Regions from separate parts of the Zea mays genome. Here region 1 is linked to region 2. The links are chromatin contacts, called in public Hi-C maps. All regions are on one chromosome and are shown on one strand. The core of a region is the stretch at or near the end of the contact, and the rest is flanking DNA. Distances in the headings are between cores, read along the strand shown. Region 1 holds the start of LOC100274516. Region 2 holds the start of LOC100280674 (cyclin-A2).

The links. Hi-C and Micro-C count contacts between places; a contact is called where the count stands out from the background.
Region 1: a Hi-C map of ear shows a contact between it and region 2, with 2.7 times the contacts expected there. The contact joins the promoter of LOC100274516 here to the promoter of LOC100280674 in region 2. A contact is called at or near these places in 4 of 25 Hi-C or Micro-C datasets (bundle sheath, ear, leaf and 1 more).

What each region holds. Positions count from the first base shown.
Region 1 is chr1:166,303,505-166,306,559 of Zm-B73-REFERENCE-NAM-5.0, forward strand. LOC100274516 reads right to left here and starts at 1,648. Exons shown (of 7, transcript NM_001148873.2): 1 at 1,304-1,648. The coding sequence starts at 1,594.
Region 2 is chr1:165,415,597-165,418,880 of Zm-B73-REFERENCE-NAM-5.0, forward strand. It overlaps LOC100280674 (cyclin-A2), which reads left to right and starts at 1,864. Exons shown (of 7, transcript NM_001408116.1): 1 at 1,864-2,780; 2 at 2,882-3,114; 3 at 3,206-3,284. The coding sequence starts at 2,286.

The DNA of each region.
Region 1 (3,055 bases), core at 398-2,897, 890 kb after region 2:
TATTGTTATTTAATTTCACTAACTTTATCAGCAATGGATTCAGACTATATCATTAATTTTACATGCGCATCTCAGGAACTGCCGGCTACCATTGTCTATTTTTTGTACCATAGAATGTATTTACACCAGCAATAACAACAACCAGTTGTGAATCAGGAAGCAATGATATACAGCCCCACGGTTTTAAAGTCGTCCGACTAATCGCGATTAGTCACAATTAGTCGGCCTTATCGCCGGAGTAAGCACGATTAGGGGCTTCGACTCGACTAGGGTGACTAGGAAGCGATTAGTCGTCCTAGTCACTGACTAATCACGATTAGTCGCCCGATTAGGGGTTATGTCCGACTAGCTTATATCTGTTTTGGGCCAGTAATTCGCTCTCTGTTCTATGGGCCGGCCCACCATCTTTGCAGAAAGTAGAAAACTTGTGTTGCCCTATCTGTACCACAGTAGCCGTCGTCCCTTCTCCAGCGCGCAGCTGCGCCCCCTCGGCTCCGGCGGCCCTCTGCTCCGGTTGTGCCCCCTCTGCTCTAGTGCGCGGCTGCTGCAGAGGCCTCTGCTAGAGCCGATCCCCTCTAGTGTGCGACGCTCGCCTCTGCTTCAGGTCCCCACCGGAGTCCACCCTCCAGTGCGCGTCCGTCCTCCACTAATCCATTCCACCTCCTCCATTAGACTTCTTCAGAGTGAATCAGTTTAGACTTCTTCTGAGTTCACAGTTCAGACTTTCAAAGTCTGTTGTTCTGCTACAGCTATAGTATATTGTTTTACTGCTGTCCTGCTACAGCTATAGTGTATTGCTTTATTGCAGTCCTGGTACAACTATAGGACGACTAGGCTCGACTAATCACGATTAATCACCTTCTCGGTGCTCAGGCGACTAGAGTCGACTAGCCGACTTTAAAACCTTGTACAGCCCCAAAGGTTCAAGTAGGAAGCAAGAATAGTGTACAGCATAATTCCACTACAAGAACATAACTCCTAACACAGCTAACAGCAGGTGCCAAGGAATACAGGGAGCCACGCGAAAAGTACGAGTGTTCCACCATCGCTGGATAACAGATTTTCTGGAGCAATATCATGCAGAATTGAGAGTCAGTATAAGTAAGCAGGCCCTAATATGAAGCGGATTTCCAAAGTGGCACAATGCTCAACTGAAATCACAGGGCACAACTAATCAGCTGCATTAACATCAGCCATTTCAACTTAGCCGATGCAACTTTGCACGACGTCAAACAGCGAGATCCATTTTTTTCTCTCTTTACTTACAAAGGAGGCAATCCCGACTGATCAGGCAGCACCGTACCTGCGGCGGGCGGAGGAGACGGACACCGAACCGGTCGAGAGCGCGTGCGGCGAGGGCCTCGGGCGCCGCATCGGCATCGCCGGTGTAGACAGCGCAGGGGAGGTCCGGGCAAAGCTCCTGCACGGCGCGCACCGCACACCAGAGCACGCGCTCGCCTCCGCCGCCGTCGTTGGTGTACGGGTGGAAGAAACCGGCGGCGTATGCGGGGTGGCGACAAGAGATTAGGAGGCGCCGAAGCGCGGCGGCGAAGAGGGCGGAGAGGACGGCGACGAGGCCTACCAAGATCGCCATGGACGCGACTGCGAGTCTAGTTGGGCTCTCCCGAGAAGAGAGTTAATTTTTTTAACGTTTGCAGAGCTTGGCCCATGGGCCAAGAATTGACTTACAAAAATAAACTTATGCAAAAGCATCTCCAAATAGTTATATAAACAACTCTCTAAATATGAATTTAAAAAGTTTTCTAGAAAAACTCTTATTCAACAGTTATGTAAATAAGATCTCTAAATTTACAAAACTCCCTACAAAATTCAATTTCATTTCTACATTTATCAACCTCGTCAGGCATCTCTAAATCAATGTTAGTGCTAAGTGAAAGGGAAATAGGGTCAAACCTTTTCCTAAATGATTTTGGTGGTTGAATTGACCAACACAAATAATTGGACTAACTAGTTTGCTCTAGATTACATGTTCTACAGGTGCCAAAGGTTCAACACAAACCAATAAAAAGTTAAAGTTAGGGTTCAAAAAGAAAGGAGCAAAACCAACCGAAGGCTGCCCTGGTCTGGCGCACCGGACTGTCCGGTGTGCCAGGGAGATCAACTCTGAACTGCTCAGCTTCGGGTTTTTGGAGAGCCACTCCGCTATAATTCACCAGACTGTCTGGTGTAGCAACGGACTGTCCGGTGTGCCATGCGGAGCAACGTCTATTGCGCCAACGATCGTCTACAAAAGTAAACAGTGAACGTGAACAGTGCGCGTACAGCGCGCGCAGAGTCAGAGCAGCACCAGAAGGCGCACCGGACAGTGAACAGTGACTGTCCGGTGCGGCACCAGACTGTCCGGTGCCCAAATCTGTCAGAGCTCCAAAGGTCGAAACCATCAGAACCCTAACGGTTGGGTGACGTGGCTGGCGCACCGGACAGTGTCCGGTGGCGCACCAGACTGTCCGGTGCGCCCATCGACAGACAACCTCATCAATCTTAGCATTTGCCATGATAATATCTCCAACCTTAGAAATGAGAATGCAAAATTAATTGCTAAGGTTGAGAAGTTAAATGTTTGTGATGATTCTCTTGTCAACCTCAAAAAAGATAATGCTAGTTTGACTTCTAAAATTGACAAGTTGAATAAATCACTTTCTAGCCTTAAGATTGAGAATGATAATTTAATTGCTAAGGCTAAGGATTTAAATGTTTGCAATGATTCTATTTCCAATCTTAGAAATGAGGATGCCATGTTACATGCTAAGATTGATGAATTAAATGCTTGCAAACCCTCTACATCTACTGTTAGCCATGTTTCCATTTGTACTAGATGTAGAGACATTAATGTTGATGCTATCCATGATCACCTAGCTTTAATTAAACAACAAAATGATCACATAGCTCAACTAAGTGCTAAAATTAATGAGCATAACTTAGAAAATGAAAATTTTAAATTTGCTAGAAGTATGCTCTATAGTGGGAGACGCTCTGGCATTAAGGATGACATTGGCTTCCAACAGAGAGACAATGTCAAGCTTAATGCCCCTAA
Region 2 (3,284 bases), core at 614-3,113:
ACAAGTTTACGACTTCAGCTTCACGGTAATCTAAAGCTCCTAATTATCTCCTTCATCAATTTTACTAGATTTTATGAAGCTGAAACGATCCTAAACAAAACTGTATCATAAATATCTTATTTTATTATATTCATTTAGCCAAACCCGAGATTCTTTAACTTTGTAAGAAAGTTCAAAGTGGCTTAAAGGTTTGTGACAAAAGGAGTAAGAACATGTTGTCCTCGCTTATGAATAGAGTTTATGCACGTACTATTGGGAAACTATTGTCCTAATCGGCTCAGCACTCATAGATAGTTTAAGACTAAATAGTGAAAGATATATCACCGTCGCTTTATAAATAAAAAGGACATCGTTGTCAGATTTTAGAACTATTTATCCCTACTAGCTAGAATACAACCTACCACTATACTATGTATCACCATTGGGTTCTATTGCCAACCCGTTATGATTCCCTCATTACCGGATCCGAAGTTTATTTTGAACACATGCTCATATCTCTCTCACTTGTTCTTCTCTCTCCATATTTTATATATGTCCTCTCTATCCTGCTCTCGACCAGCTAGTCTCCTCTCTCTAGATTCTGCAGTCAAGCTTCCAATCTACAAGCCTCTCCACTATCCTCATCCCCTTATCTCACTAGGGATGTGGGGGTTGGTCTAGCGCAAGGGCACAAGCGAGAAAGAGGATAGGTAGAGCTATCGGCGTGAGGGTATGAGGGCACGATGGAGATCCCCACCGAGCAACGATGTCTTCGCATCACTTGGCGAGGCGGGTGAAGACCTAGCTCCCGAATTATCGAAATAGTGACTCGACGAGGTGGGCAGCAACCTAGCCCCCGAGCTATCGAAGTAGTGACTCGATGAGGCGGGCAACAGCCTAGGCCCCAAGCTGTCAAAGTAGTGACTCGGCAAGGCCGGTGAGGCGGGCAGCAGCCCAGCCCCCGAGCTGTCAAAGTAGTGACTCGATGGGGCAGGTAGTGGTCTAGCCCCGAGCCATCGGAGTGGTCGGCGAGCTTGATGTTTGATCATGTAACTTTGAGCATTGAACTTTGAAGATCCTTTTATGACTTACTTATGACCTGCATGTAGTTAAGGATATTTTTATGGCATGAAAAAAATGTAGGAAAATTGCTATGCAAGAAGGAGATTTGTTTGAGTTATGACGTAATAATTGAGTATGTGCTGTGGAGGCACAGCGAGAGTGTGTAACGCTGTTTATGAGAGCGAGAATTGTGTCTACACAAGTTTACTATTGTGTTTGGGGAAAAAATAAATATGAAAAAAGAAATATGGGTTAAAGGTTAATTGGATTGTTGCTGTTACATCTATCTTGATCAGACAACTAAAGTATCTTAGATAGATGAAGAATTACGAGGCCGAAGCACTGGTCCTCTCGTCAGGGAGGCGCTAGGGCCCAGGCTGGTGGCCAGGTAGCCTCGAGCCCACGGGGAACGTTGCCAGCTGGGAAAAAAATTTGGTGCAGCACTGCTGCAAACCAGAGTGGTTTGCAGCCTCTCACAAAAAGGTGGATGGACCCCACCTGCAGATCCACCAGATAACATTTTTGTTGCTGCGGGTGGGGTCTATCCTCTTTTTTGTGAGAAGCTGCAAACACTCTGATTTGCAGCAGTGCTGCACCAAATTTTTTTCCGCCAGCTGCTCTGCTCCTGTTCGTGCTCGGCCGGACTGCTCGTGCGCCGGCGACCGGGCGAGGCGTACGGGCTCCTACCGCCCGCTGGGCCACGTGGGCTCCCAAAAGGCCAAAGTGGCAGGACATTGTGGTGGCCCGCGCCTCGGATTTTCGGAAATATTTTTTCGCTAGCCGTCCCGCCTAATCACACACTGGCACACATTGACAGACCACCGTCAGGGCTGTCAGATGCTCTCGGTCCCCTCCCCCCCCCCCCCCCCCCCCCCCCACCACACACAAAATTTTAATCCCAGGGGCCGCGAAGGAAAAGAAAAAAAAACTGGTCCCCTCCGCCCTCCGCCGTACCACCGCGCCTCCGCATTTCGCATCAAGCCAGAGCGGGGGCAGAGGCGCCTCTCCCGCCGGAGACCCGAGCGAGAACCGCCGCTTCCCCCTCCTTCTCCTCATTTTGAAATCGCGTTTTGGCGGCCTATCTCCTCCGCACCGCGCACCATCTCTCCTCCGCTGCAACGCTACTTAACCGCCTCGATTTGCTCCCCATTTCCCCGTCCAGCCTAGATAGACCTGAGCCGAAACCCTAGGACCCCGCGCCTCCGCTTCCGCTTCCCCCTCTCCCGCAGCTGACGAGGCCGACGATGGGGGACAAGGAGAACGCACCTCCCTTGGGGGCCCGGGGCGCGGCGGCGCCCCGGCTCACGCGGGCCGCGGCCAAGCGAGCTGCGGCGGCGGCGGCGGCGGCGGAGGGTCCGGGCGACGCCAAGCGGCGGCGGGTGGCGCTCGGGGAGCTCCCGGCGCTCGCCAACAACGCCGGCCTCCGCGCGCCGTCCTGCCCCGTCAAGCCCTCGAAGCCTGCGTCCAGGCCCGGGAGGCACGCGAGGAATGTTGCGCCGGAGGCCCGCGGGCCCTCCTCCGCCCACGAGGCCGAGCGCTGCGCGTCCTCCCCGCCGCGCACCGCCGACGCCGACGCCGAGTCTAACTCCGTCTCCAACCCCGCGCCGCGCGCCACCGCCTACGCCGACTCCTGCGCTTCCTCCTCGCCGCCGCGCGCCGCCGCCGCCGGGGCGCCCGCCGACCCCCAGCTCTGCGGGTCCTACGCCTCCGACATCTACACCTACCTCCGCTCCCTGGAGGTACTCAGCTCCGTTCTTCTCCAACCCCTGGCATCTCCGCGGATTCGACATCTGCGCCGATCTGACGCTGGCTTGCTACGGATTTGGGGCTGCGGGTGCAGGTGGAGCCGCAGCGGCGGTCCAGACCCGATTACATCGAGGCGGTGCAGGCGGACGTTACGGCGCACATGCGCGGCATCCTCGTCGACTGGCTGGTCGAGGTCGCCGAGGAGTATAAGCTCGTCGCCGACACCCTGTACCTCGCCATCTCCTATGTGGATCGCTTCCTCTCCGTCAATGCGCTCGGCCGCGACAAGCTGCAGCTCCTTGGCGTCGCCTCCATGCTCATTGCTGCGTAAGTGCCACTTGCCATCCGCATTGTGTCATTTGCTTCTAATTCTAGGGCATTGCACAATTGGGGATTGATTTGGGTCCGGCGCTCACAGGAAGTATGAGGAGATCAGCCCGCCGCACCCGGAGGACTTTTGCTACATCACAGACAACACCTACACCAAAGAGGAGCTC